Regions from separate parts of the Rattus norvegicus genome. Here region 1 is linked to region 2. The links are chromatin contacts, called in public Hi-C maps. All regions are on one chromosome and are shown on one strand. Each heading gives the region's core, a stretch centred on a gene start, on an enhancer-like site or on the middle of the called end of the contact. The rest is flanking DNA. Distances are from core to core; before and after follow the strand shown. Region 1 has its middle 20 kb from the start of C9h2orf66. Region 2 overlaps Hecw2 (HECT, C2 and WW domain containing E3 ubiquitin protein ligase 2).

What was found. A called contact is a pair of places that touch in the nucleus more often than the background predicts.
Region 1: a Hi-C map of the A7r5 cell line shows a contact between it and region 2, with 2.0 times the contacts expected there. The contact joins two enhancer-like sites. A contact is called at or near these places in 4 of 12 Hi-C or Micro-C datasets (the A7r5 cell line, the Rat2 cell line, Schwann cells and 1 more).

What each region holds. Positions count from the first base shown.
Region 1 is chr9:63,461,019-63,468,055 of GRCr8, reverse strand. No RefSeq gene overlaps it. Among named protein-coding and RNA genes, the nearest start is that of C9h2orf66, 20 kb to the right of the region's middle. Within about 2 kb of position 4,120, at least 3 of the 93 cell types and tissues checked have an H3K27ac peak or open chromatin away from gene starts, as enhancers often do. A contact at or near this core is called in the A7r5 cell line, where this site is marked.
Region 2 is chr9:62,976,172-62,983,227 of GRCr8, reverse strand. Hecw2 (HECT, C2 and WW domain containing E3 ubiquitin protein ligase 2) reads left to right here. Exons shown (of 28, transcript NM_001108218.1): 5 at 502-671; 6 at 2,005-2,147; 7 at 6,215-6,315; 8 at 6,704-7,056. Among named protein-coding and RNA genes, the nearest start is that of Hecw2, 95 kb to the left of the region's middle. Within about 2 kb of position 1,532, at least 7 of the 93 cell types and tissues checked have an H3K27ac peak or open chromatin away from gene starts, as enhancers often do. A contact at or near this core is called in the A7r5 cell line, where this site is marked.

The DNA.
Region 1 (7,037 bases), core at 2,871-5,370, 480 kb before region 2:
ATTTAGACCTGATATATTTTTTGAAGACTCATTTTGCGGGTGCTCACTGTGGCCAGCAGAGGGCGGTAGATCACCTAGAGCCTGAGTTACAGGTGGGTGTTGCTGGATGTCAATGCTAGGAACCCTGCAGAACAGCATGGGCTCTTGACTAAGCCTGCTCTCCAGCTCCTGGACTGATAATTAGATAGAAGTTGCTATTGCAGTCGTGTGTCTATGTGAATGAGCACACCAGGAATTGAATCCAGAGCCCCAGTATCTTAATTACGTTCTCTACTGTTGAGTAACACACAGCTCGCCTGGATTCACTTCATACCAAAATTAAGTAAATTTTACTCTTGGGTATCACTATAACAAAAACTTCTAAAGAAACCATTTATGCTGGGTTAACACTGATTTTTGAAGCTGCCCTATATCTATATTGATCATGTATTGATTAGTCTTTTAAATCTTTTTATATTTTAGTTATGTAATTTCAGCTGTCTGTGACGGGATACTTTTTATTGAGTAGTCTATAATAGTATCTATATAATTATCACACATGTCAACATGACACGTTTTCACAGTGCTCACGAATTCATACAAGGCTGATTGTCTTATTCATTACCAAGTCCCTGTACTTTCTTTTAGCCTTTTACTCTTTTCACTCATAGCATAAGGTGTTCATTCACCATGCACCCTCCTAATCCCACACACAGAGAAGGTGTTCATTCACCATGCACCCTCCTATGGAGGATGGTGAAACAGGGAAGCAGAACTCGGTTTTTAGTAGTTCTTCGAAGCTGCAGAGGCTCATGGGAAGTAGGCCTGGAGAGATGCTTCAGATGGTCACGTGCCTGCAGTGCGAGCACGAGGACCCCAGTAGAGACTGACAGAATCCACGGGAGAAACTGGCTGACTAGTGCCTGCTTATAATCCCAGCACTGGGAGGGTGGAGACAGACTTTTGGGGCTTGTTGGCCGGCCAGCCATCTTGGCAAGTTTCAGGTTCAGTGAAAGATCCTGTGGCATAAGATGAGGTAGAAAGTGTTTGAGGGAGACATCCAGCCTTGACCTCTGCCCTACCCTCTGATCCGTCCCTGCACCTGTATGTATACACAGGTGCACATACATGAACATGTGCACACAAAAATACTCAAGAGGTGGGGATCCACAAATATCATGAGCAGTTGATTCCGTAATCGTAGGATAAGCCAGGTGCCTCATATGTCTCCTTAGACAGGTCTGAATTAGTCATGCATTGCCTTGCAGTATTTGGTTTGGATACAAACTTTTAGAAAGCTGTAATTGAACAGATGGGGAAAATCTAGAAGTATGTTGATTCATTGGATCCGAGGATTTTGTTGGTTGTTTTTCAACTGTGTGGAAGATTTGTGAATTTGTATATCATAGGAAACAGACTATGAAGTTTGTCGAGGGTCACAGTCCATTTGGGGAGTATGACACTTGCCAGAATAAAGGGCACCATGAGAGTTTACGACATTAGTTCCTTCCAGGAAAGCTTCCCTACCACAGAAAATAAATACAGGACTCACTCTACAAACTCTAAGAATGAGAGATGGGATCTTACTGCAGACTTTTTGAACAGGACACATTTATAATTCTGTGAGTATCTACTTTCTCAGCATAAGGCTTGCTGATGCGTGAGGGAATAAGAAAGCTCTGGGCTCCTCGAATTCCTAGCTCTCCATAGGATTATGGGAAATGGAAATCAGATCAGCAGTCCAAGTGTGTGCTACAAATGCTTAAACTTGTGCATCTGTAAAACATCGTGAATAAATGAAAACAGAATTTCCTATGTTGGTAGCTTGGTTTTGAGAACAGAGCAAGAATCGGAAGTGGTGATAATTTAAGACATCTGTTACTCTGTTAATGCTGCAAACATAGCCGTGCAACGAGGGCAACCATGTGTTTCAAAGCTGGCAGTATCTAAGCTACAACTTGATTAAAGTGTGGGAATAATAATCTTAAAATCAAGAGCAGTTTTTTATAAGGGCATGGCATGTTATGCTGCCAAAACCCATCTGTATGCTAAGAAACCACTTAACTTCTGATGACGGTGTAGAATGGTTATCTGAGTCAGAATCAACCTGTAATCATTCTGTACGTTGTTGATTTGAACATCAGTGGAAAACTAGATCTATTGGTGTTTAGTTAGAGCAAACTTTCCTATCTGAATCCTAATCTCGGTCTAAGAAGTCTATGGGGATCCATTTTGTAAAGTTCATGTGCTATTTTAAATGGTTTTTACTTTTAGTATTTGTAAGGTAGTGATGTTACTGTGACAAAAGTTTGTAGACACCATGTAGCACCATTAACTGCTCTAGAGCCTAATAGACAGTGTATTTTGTATTTCATGTGTACTTTTTCTGTTTCATATTGGACTTTTTACATCCCTTTTTTAGGAAAAAAAAGGATACATTTAAAAATTTTTTAGGGTAATCTGTATTGGAAGCTAAGTATCCTCACAGTTAGCAAATATACTTTATCACCAAAGCTAAATGAAACTGTAAGATACCTCTGGATATTTGTGCCAATGAACTTTCTTAGTAATCTGGGGATAAAACAAAAGTAATCTTTTCAGTATTTTTCATCTAGGACTTACAATAAATGTGGATATCTTGAAAACATGTTCCATACTCTGTTTTTCTTTGAAAATGCTCAAAGCTTTAGGACAGTGCATTCTGTGTTCTGTTGCGTCTGGTTTCCTGACATTGCTGGGTAAACGATGAGTCCACTCAGTAGTAATCTTTGAGCAGTTAATTGAGGTAATCGTTTGAAGTAATCTGACTTTGGCTTGTTTTGTGGTGTAAATAGTCAATTGTTTTACAGAATCCATTTTTGGTGTAGGTGTCTTGGTTTATACAGTTGAAAGCTTGTCCTGTGGGGTTTCTGTTGCTTTCTGTATGTCTCTGTTCAGTCCCTAGTGTTTATCCAGTAGAACCTAATAGAGTATGATGAGGCAAGCCACTTAGCATGCACATCTTGGGCCAAATACTACGAAATACAGTTGTTGATGAAACACACTGGCATTGATAGGGCATTAGACAAAACTAGAAATGTAGCAGGTGCAGAAGCCATTGTGGGCCCCGGGAACTCAAGTTTTCCCCCAGAGGGATGTTGTGGAAATTGCAGTGTTTCATTCAGTCTCGCCTAGCGTTTCCCATGGCCTCTCTGCCCTGCCTACTGTAATGCTGGCACATTTTTCATAAGTTAACCTCGCAAGTGAAGAGACAGAACATGCCAGATACTGAAATATTTGGTCTGGATCGAGTGATGGTTGTCTAGGTAACCGTTGGGGACTTTGGATAAATTAGTGGAAAGGTAGTTTATGAGAACTGGCTTCAGGATGCTGTGTCCTCTGGAAGCTTTGTCTTCCGTTTGGCAATGGGCTTAGCCTAAGTGGGAGATGCCTGTCCCTAACAGACCAGGCTCTGGGCACCGAGGCAGAGGTTTGTAAGAGTTCTTGAACAGATCTCCTCCCCACCCCCTGCTGTGTGGCCCGGAGCGAAATCTTCATTTTTACATATTAGGATGTTGTGCTGCATACTTATATTTTTTGAAAACAGGCACTGACGTATATCATTTAGAAACGATCCTGTGGTTTCTTAAACTTAGACTAGCTATAAATGTAGCAACGTGCCCAAGACAAACCAAAACCGAGTAAACCCCATCACTGTGACCTTGAATTTATTTGGGATAAAACAGACTGTGCCTTAAAACGACAAAGCAAAGCCCTGCAACCTGTAGCTGTGTTCTACTTCTCCGGGTTGCCTGGAGTCCCTTCTTTTAAGTTGTTGGAACAAAAGTTCTCAGTACCCATCGGCCCACACTTACTTAGAGCTCACATGGCTGCTGCTCCTGAGGCCACCCTTACTTTCCAGAGTTTTTTGTTGTTGTTTGTTTGTTTTTATTTTAATTTAAGATTGGCTTAGTCTGGATGTGTGCGAGAAATTAGGTTTGGTTAAAGTTTCTGGGGGAAAATATTTTAGGGATAGTCACAACACTTCTGTTTCTAAACTCACTGAATACAGAAAAATTAATGACTGAAATGTCTCTTTGCTCTGCTGATAATGATCTTACCAGAGCTCCTTCCGAGACGTGTGCTGAGCGTTGAGGCAGACTGAGACATGTTTATATTTCCAAATGAGGGTCATTTCCCAGTGACTCAGCTCAAATGAAGGTAGTTTTTTTTTTTTCCCCAGCATTACTATTTCATTTTTCTTGTTCCTTTTCCTGCCTTGTTATTTTTATGGTATCAAGGGAGAATTAGCTCCTCTTTTTAGTTTAATTTAAATTCTCACACTTTTATGTGTTTATTTAAAACAATGAGTATAACTTCCATTAAAGTCCAAATTAATCAATTTTAAGCATAATCACAGTCTTTGCCCAAAGATGCCCACATTTCTGGGAACTCGGTCTGTTGTTTATTTTTACATGTTCCTTTTGGGCATACACTCAATGTATTTCCTCCAGGTTCACCTCCATGACTATTACAATTTTATATTTAAATAAGTCTTCTTAGAAACATGTAGAAATGACAGTATGTCTCTTTTAAAGGCCCGGCCAGATTGACAAGAAGTTGTGGAGGCAGTAGGTGAATAATGAGATCAGTTTCTACCTTGCGGTTAAGCGTGTAGAGCACACACTCCTCGTGGCTGCTGAGGGAGACTGTGTACAGCGATCATTTATTTGTACACTGGTTAAGTTCCCATCCAGAAAGTGTCGTGTGGTACCAATGCGCCGTGCAGGGAGCCTGTCCTGAAGTGACCGCTGAGAACAGCCTCAGCACGGCTCTCCCTCTCTTAGCCTGCATGCTGTTCCCCAGTGCGGTGTACCACGTGCAGGGCACTGAACACACGTGCGTGTAGTTTCCTGTGTATTTTTGGTATCGTGTAATTAACACTGTTACATTTAACTGGTTGTGATTTGGGGGAAAGTGCTACTTATTCTACTTCGTGGAGTATTGTGAATGTTTTTACCTGTGTTTCAGCATTATGATGTGGCTTTATTATGTGAATATTTGCCTTCAGTCTCCGCTCAGGTACTAACGTGTAGCGACTTTTGGTGCTTTGTTTTTAATTTGTCATAATCTGGTGTTCTTTATGTTCAAAAATAAATTTGGTGAATAAGCACATTTGGTACAAAGATTGTTTTACTGGTTTTCATACTCTGCAATGGTGTCTTGGGAAAGAAAGCCCCTTATCCATGCACTAACTGGATATAATCCTAGGTTCTCAGGTTCTCCAAGGTAAGAGTGGGGAGGACTTAGGCATTGTATGCAATTGTACAGTGGAAGCCTTGGGTTCTAGTTAACAGGTTTTACGAAGTTTGGTAGACATTGCGTTAGTCAACAAACTTCTTAGGACATCTAGAGGCAACTGGAGAGACTTATAATTCCAGGTTTCCAAGTGACAGTAATTTGAGATTTTAACAAATCCAAACACTGTTACAGAATTGGACAGAAGGAATCAAATGAGATAGGATATTTCTTGGGGGGCAGCAGACAAAGAGAGACTGAGCCTGGTGTGGGCTTTTGAAACTTCATAGCCCACTTCAGTTATACACTACCTCTAACAGGACCACACCTGCTCTAACAAGGCCACCCTGCCTAACTTTTCCCAAGCAGTTTCACTACCTAGACACCAAGCATTCCAACATGAGTCTGTGGGGGCCGTTCTCACTTATGCCACCATACCCCTCCTTTTTTGAGGTATAATTTTAGGGTTTATTGATCTGGCTCAGCGCTGGGACCCTTGCCTACATAGGTTGAAAGACCCAGACTACAAGCATAGGCTTAAAAAGTGACATGTACATGGTTGATACATATACTCACTCTGAAGTGATTACACAAGCCAAATCATCTCTCAAATTTAGTACATCTGTACATGGTGTGTGTGTGTGTGTGTGTGTGTGTGTGTGTGTGTGTGTGTAGACTTTTACACCATTACTCCATCAACAGTGAGTAAGGGGACTCCTTTTTAGATCTCTTTCCCAGCATTTGTTATATGTTTGTCTTCTTGATAACCATTTTGAAGAGGATGAGACAGAATCACAAAGTATTTTCGGTTTGCCTTTTCCTGCTGGCCAAGGATGTTGAACAATTTTAAAAGTATTTATTGGCTATTCCTATTTCTATAAGAGGTTTTAAAAAATATTTATGTTATGTATATGATTACACTGTCACGGTCTTCAGACGAACCAGAAGAGGGCATCAGATCCCATTACAGATGGTTGTGAGCCACCATGTGGTTGCTGAGAATTGAACTCAGGACCTCTGGAGGAGGAATTAGTGCTCTTAACCGCTGAGCCATCTCTCCAATCCCATATTTCTTCTTTTGAGGACTCTGTTCAGGACATTGGCCTGGTACTGATACTACGTTTTGAACTTTGGTGTTTACTTTTTTTCAGTTCTTTGAGCATTCTAGATATTAGCTCCCTGTTTCAAGCACAGCTGCCAGAGATTTCCTCCCATTCTAGCATGGTCTGTTTACACTGCTCATAGTTGCTATGCCAGGGAGAAACTTTATAATTTCATGTAGTCCCACTGGCTAGTCCCTGGGACTGTGGTCTGAGCTATTGGATTTCTGCTCAGAAAGGTTTTACTAGTAACTATCTTGAAATGGTTTCTCTGACTGAGAGGATTTCTCTCTAGCAGTTTTGGTGTTTCAGGTCTTAAATTAAGGTCTTTGCTCTATTTTGAATTTTATGTGGGATGAAAGATAGGGGTCTAGTAAAGACAAAAGTGAGGTTTCTAGATCAGAAACTCTTACTACTGACAAACAACATGGATGTGAGATTCCCCCGAAGGCTTCTCTGCTGAGGGCACCGTGAGGAGACCCAAGATGGACCCGGAATATGCAAAGAGAAATTTCTGTTCGTTCTACACAAGAACTGACAGTCATGGATCCGGCCGTTTGAATAAGCGATGCTCCGGCCTCCACTGCCTCAGGAACCGGTGTTCTGTGTTACAGTCCTTTAGAATGTAAGCGGATGGCTCTGGGGATCATTTTCACAACATGGTTCTGGAGAGGAGCCTTA
Region 2 (7,056 bases), core at 283-2,782:
ACACATATACAATATGCATACACACATATAATACAGAAATGTGTAATTTTACATATATGAGTATTTTTATAAACTGATTATTAAGAATTTCTGTGCGGAGGCTGTCTCACATTCTGGCTGACCAACCACACCGCACCAGGAAAAAGAGGACAAGAACCCACAAGCACATGGGGTGGGAAGCGCTCCAACTAGGGCACAAGGTGATGAAGAAGGGCTGGCATGATTTTTGTCACCTTGGAGAACCCTCTGCTTGAAGGTGACCCACTTACCATTCTCTACCCTCACACAGTGTGGCTAAATCTCTTTATGCACACAGTGTGACGGACTCTGCCTAGAGCTTTGGAGTAGAACTTCAGTTAAGAACTTTGCTGTTTGTGCTAACCAGGATGTCTGAATCCTTCCTCCTGTCATCTCTGCTCCCCCCCTTCCCTGCTGCCTTTCCTCACTTCTGCTTCTTTCTCCTCCCCCCACCCCTCTCCCTCCTTCCCTCCCTTTCTCAAGATCTCAGGGCAGTTGGGCTCAAGAAAGGGATGTTCTTCAATCCTGACCCTTATCTTAAGATGTCCATTCAGCCAGGGAAGAAGAGCAGTTTCCCTACCTGTGCCCACCACGGGCAGGAGAGAAGATCCACTATCATCAGTAACACCACCAATCCAATCTGGCACAGAGAGGTACACAGCAGTGGCTGGGGGAGGGGCAGAGGAGGGTGGGGAATTGCGATGGGGGGGGTCTTCTGCTTGACAGTACTTGACAGGTGAGTTCGTCTTTTCCCTCTGTGCAGACCTGAGCTGTGAATGGGTGTGGGCACGATGGTTCCAGATGTCTAGTTCTGTTGCAAGGAGGGTACACCGCATGTGAGCTAGTTCCTTTTTGTTAGAGACAGCTGTTTAGTAAGACTGCTGAATTGTTCTCTTCTAGGGTACGACTTTATGGTGTGCTACAGGTTTAATAATTGAAATAAATATATATCTTAATATTCTTAAAAAATTAAAATGTAATGCAAAGAGTTCATGATGAACAAAGGTTTTATAAGAACAAGAGGATTGAAATATTACCTTGTAGAATCACAGTAAAGCCAGAATCAAAGGGAAAAAGTCTGGTTTGTATTTTTTTCAACCTTTTGCTGTAGTATGTATTCAGTTCAGATTAAAGGAGTTTCTTCCTCTATGGACTTTGGCAAATGTTTCCATGGACTTTTAGAGACTTGCTAGTTGAGCCATTCAGGAAGTTGGCATCCCAAGCGAAGGCAGATTGTGTTGATGGTATGTGAGAGTTCCTCACAGCAGCACTATGCTGCCCGTCTTCCTAATGCATCACATCATTGGAATCAAGCAAAGGGTTTTCTCATCAGAGTTACACGGAGTCAAATATGAGCAGAGACACGGCATGCCTTCTCATTGGCATCTCAAGGATCCAGCCTTTGCATCCCAATGCTACCTACTCAGAGGCAGGCTGCCTTCTTATTCTTAGCAAGTGCTATTTTCCACTAAGCAGACTGCCAAATTCCTCTGCCCTTTGGAGAACTTTAATTATTATACTAAATAAACACAGTGGCGCCTAAATGTCAAACAGCCCAGTACAGTTCACATTGCTGTGGTTGCATGGACACGGTCAAGGAAAAGTGACATGACTCACACTCACTTCCTGCTGCCATAGTTTGCTGAGGTCAAATGTTTAAATAGAAACAGGATCAGTGTTACTGATTTTCCCTTTAACTTCAGTAAGTTACTTTATGCATAATCGAATCTTTGACACTATATTCTATAACTCCTAAACCAAGTAAGTGTATCATTGGATGAAACATTCTGTTGCCAATCAGATTTTAAACTTTTTTCGTTTTAAGAATCTTTGTGACTTTTTTTAGTTTTATCTGAGTACAGAATTGACAGCAACTGGTAATGTGAACTCTGTGTGCAATCAGTCTAAGAGATACCATTTTCTGTATATAAAATGATAGGATTCTGTGTTTGTCTTCTTAGCCAACACATATTTTTTTTATTTCAGAAATACTCCTTTTTTGCACTTTTGACCGATGTCTTAGAAATTGAAATCAAAGACAAATTTGCCAAGAGCCGGCCCATCATCAAACGCTTCCTGGGAAAATTAACCATTCCAGTGCAGAGGCTGTTGGAGAGGCAGGCTGTCGGGTAACTGCCTCTCACTTGGGGGATCCTGAGATTAGTTTGTGCTGAAACAGAAATAACACTTAGTAGTCCCAGGGTGTGTCTTGCTGATAAGATGTGGAACATGTCTCTTTATATTTTAAAAAAAGTGCCCTTAAACTTAATAAAGTGTCCTGGATCCAAAATACCTTGTTTCAATGATACCTCCTTGTGGTATCAATCCCCTTCCCAAGTTTCATCTAGATAGCAGTCAGTGACAACTCTCACAGTGTTCAGCTGGTTTGAGGGCATAGTGAAATCGTGCTATGACACCCTCTCATGAGATCATTGCACCCCCAACCTATTCTGATGAATTCCATCCACAGGGCCTACATTTATTCCCAAAATACAAAAACAAACTTATTTGGGGACTTAGTTTTAGTTTTTCACTCCTGTAAGCTGTCTGTGTAAATTGTGAGTAGTTAAAAACTACAACACACCCCCATCCATTGTTATGTGAAATGTATTTTTATGTCATGAGTACCAGCAAACTCAATACTACAAGTACTCTGCGGGGCAGCATTAGATCATTTTGTGTGTCTTTTTTTTCCACTTCAGGAGAACCTTTTGAATGTATCGTAATGTAACCTCGAGAGAAATTAGCATGAGCTCCCTCAAGGTCGTAGTGATGAATTTTGTATTATCTCCTGAGATGCTATGTTCTTCCAATGTTACAGTATTACAGGGACTTGTCCACATAGCCTCAGAGCTCCAAGAGGTAGAGGCTATGATGCTAGCCATTTCAGAGATAAGGAATCTGAGGCTGCAGGTGGTGTTAGAGCCGAGATTTGAGCTCAGTCCCTCTGCTCTAGACCTGCTGCTGCCTGAAACATCTTGAGTACAAGTTGTAGTTGTTCCCTGCAGGAAGCTGGCCCTGTGTATTCATTGCACTTTTTACACCTTGAGTACTGGCTGTAAGTTTGCTTGTGGAGACCTGACCCTACACAGTCACCGCGGGTTTCTGGGGCTTGTGTTTCCTCATCTGAGAACAGTTCCTCAGACTACGAGGTCCCTACAGTGCCATCAAACTCACAGGTTCTGATGGATTCTCAGAAGATGTGAACAGTGTGGGTGGACAGCCCACACAAAATAAAGAGATAATACAAAATTCTAGGAGCTTGGTTTATCTGATAAAATGTTGAGACGTGACAGCTATTTTTTAAGGATAATAATTATAGCTTCTAGAAGATATATTTTGAGAGGTTTGGAAATTATTTTTAGCATGTAACAACGGTGAATGATTATGGTGAGAATCAACTGCGATAACTAATATACTCCCCACTTGATTTATATTAATTATAATCATCTAGTTCAGGTAATATATCTGTATCCATTTTATGTACTGACAGTAAGATCGATCAAGGAAGGGCTCAACCTTGTCAGTGACCCAGACTGCCATGAACGCTCTGGTGTTTGAGTTAGCCTTCCAAAGAGCTGAACGCCCACAGGAGTGACAAACACAGTTCTGCCTGCAGTGGAAGGAAACCCAAAATGTATTCATAAAGTGTCAGAACTGAGATGTCTCTCCATGAGTAGGCTAAAATCATTGCCGTCATACCGGATACTGACATACGTTAGTTAATATTTCTGACCTGATTATTGTTTTCTACTGAGTAACCAATACGTCTTAAAAGGATTATACTTTGGCCAGTCATACATTTGGCGAACTGAAGCTATCTGAAATAGGTGATATTGCCCAGGGTATGACTGTATGGGATAAGCTACACTTCCTATTCTGTTTCTAAAGCATTTGTTTAACTGTGACATTTTTCATGGCATGGCCAGCTTCCTTCCAAAAGACTTGTCATGACCCTATGGTTATCCTTTTCTCTGATTAGTGGGAGAATGCCCGAGGCATCAGAGAAAGGCTTTTGTTGTTCATTTTTTATAATAGTGATGTTTAGCATATTCTTCATAATGATATATCACAGAAGGAAGCAGCTTGAGTCTGAATAAGGCTGGGCAAGCTCAGGAGGAGAGCCAGACGCCCACTCTGTACAGAAGCACACTCCTCACAGAGATCTGCGAGGCCCCAGACCCACACTCCGTACAGAAGCACACTCCTCACAGAGATCTTTGAGGCATGGGCGGCTTTTCTGAACTTTGATAGGAAGGAGTTGAACTGAGGACTTTTTCTCAGTTAAAATTCTTCTAAGTGATGGTTCTTGTTTGGCAGTTAATTATTATGTATACATTAGGTGCCTACTAAGTGTCCAGAGCTGTGTTAGGTATTGGAGATGAGACAGTCACTGACACAGATGGGTACAATTCTTTCCCTATAGCTCTTAATAAACGCTCGTTCTCTACCTTAAACATTGCTTTTGCAAATCTTCCCTTTTTAGTGTCATTAGTGGGTTTTGGCAGAAAAGGGGAGAAGCAGTCATTTTATTTTGACAAGAAAGTGATGGTTTTCTTAGATGACTAGGTGTCAGAAAGTAGAAACTGAGCCTTGGGATTTGCTGCTGGGCACACTTGCGAGTGTACAAGCACTTCTGCGTGTCAGATGTTCTCCAAACGGTGGGAATGCAGCAGTGAGGAGGAGAAGGCACACCCTTGCCATTGTGCCAATTACAGCTGATATGGAGTTCAATCGAACATTCCAGTGTAATATGCATTAACTCCCTGTTCAGCCAGAGTATTGATGGCCGCATGACATTCAGGTATCCCACAAGTGAAAAATGGCAGTAAGAGGAATGCCACCCAAAGTAGCCTATAATCGCAGAGAATGTGTGTAACATGAGCTTGTAGTGCAGAGGGTGCCTGGCAAAGGCTTCTGCAGTGCAGAGGGTGCCTGGCAAGGGCTTCTGCAGCAGGATAATATGTGTCTCATCCCAGGTCTGCTGTCCCGTAGCTTCTTAGCTATGCCTTCATATCTTCTTCTAATAAGCAGGGTTCATGATTCCTCCCTGGTAGCCAGGAGTAGAGAAAATATCCCGAGAGCCCCAGCAATGTGTGCATATCCTTCAGTGAACACTTCAGGTGGGAAAGCAAAATGTTTAACAACATCAGTCTAGGACAATAATTCAACATCATAAAAAGAGACATCTGACTATGAACTCAGATGAATTACTAGTTGATAAACTGAAATATGTGTGTGGGGGTATGCGCGCGCGCGTGCATGTGTGTGTGTGTGTGTGTGTGTGTGTGTGTGTGTGTGTGTGTGTGTGTTTACAAAACAAATCTATGTAGGTTAATGCTGCAAAGCTGGCTGGAGGCTCTCTACTGTACAGTGGTGTAGATGCTTCTCTTCCCAGAATAGCCAGTAGAGGGCAGTGTGAGAGCAGAAATGGTGTGATTTGATTAGCCTCTTGGTTGTGGGTAGTTGGAAGCAAATCATTCGACTCAAGATAAGAGTTCCTTGTATTTGAATCTGGAAAATAGACATGGACTTGAAATAGCTGGATAGCTCTATCCTTAGGTTGGCCAAAAGCCTAAGACCACCACCAAGATGGGTCAAAAAATGAACACCAGTCCATTTGTGATCCAGGCTAGCACCAGGCCTGGGATTTGGTACTCTCCCTCATTGCATTGTTAGTACTGGAGACTCAGTGGTAGGCCAGGCTCCTCAAGAATGAGAGCATCAGCTCCTGTCCCTTATTTGTCCGCTGAGGAAGGTAAGGCCAGCACGTGTGTGCGTGCGTGCGCGCGCACGCGCACACACACACACACACACACACACACACACACACACACTAGAGTGCTGTCTGGAATCGACCTGGTTTTATTTTCTCAGATTGTTCTCTCTCCTTTAATGTTTTCTATAATAAGACTTTCTTTTTGTCCCTGGGTCACATGGTGCTCAAGCCTGTATTTACTGCAAATTCTGAAAGGTTCAAGGGGTGGCCTGTGGGACTGGGATTAGCCTGTGGGACTAGGGGTGGCCTGTGGGACTAGGGGTGGCCTGTGGGACTGGGATTAGCCTGTGGGACTAGGGGTGGCCTGTGGGACTGGGATTAGCCTGTGGGACTAGGGGTGGCCTGTGGGACTAGGGGTGGCCCGTGGGAAGAAGACTAAGGTGCAGTCAGGATGAAGGGCTGTTTCTTCTCCTGCAGTGACCAGATGCTCAGCTACAACCTTGGCAGAAGGCTCCCCGCTGATCACGTGAGTGGCTACCTCCAGTTTAGAGTGGAAGTCCCATCCTCTGCCCAGGAAGGTGAGATGTCTGTGGACGCATAAGCACGTGGAGATCTTACTCAGTTGATAGTTAGCATTTAAAGGGGTTGTTCTGTGTCCTGTGCTGGAAACAGAATGGCTTCCCAGTCATTGCTAGCTTTCAAAGCACTCAGGAACGCCTGTTTGGCAAAAATGGCTGCCAGAATTAGGTTTGCATTCTGAAGCTAGTCTACAGAGACCAAATCTATACCTCCTGTGCCAAATGTTACACAGGATACCCATTTAGCAAGGAGTAGTGAATTCTAGCAGCCAGGGACCCTTCCCAGAGTCGTCTGTGGGATGATTAAACTCAGCAAACTGGTCAGTTTAAGGATGCTAGATCTTTCTGTCTTCTATCGGATGCTTACAAGTGCTGCTTCCTTATTCAGATGCATCTCCAGAGGCCGTTGGCACCATCCTCGGTGTCCACACTGTGAATGGAGACCTGGGCAGCCCTTCTGATGATGAGGACATGCCAGGGAGCCATCATGACAGCACCATTTGTGCTAACGGGCCAGTGTCTGAGGACAGTGTTGCTGACGGAACCCCCAAGCATTCTTTCAGGACTAGCTCTACCCTGGAGATTGACACAGAGGACTTGATCTCTACTTCTTCAAGAAATTCACCCCCCAGGGGCCGCCAGGATTCACTCAATGATTACTTAGATGCTATTGAACACAATGGCCCCTCTAGGCCAGGGACAGCCTCCTCCTCTGAGCGGCCCATGGGAGCCTCTCCCAAA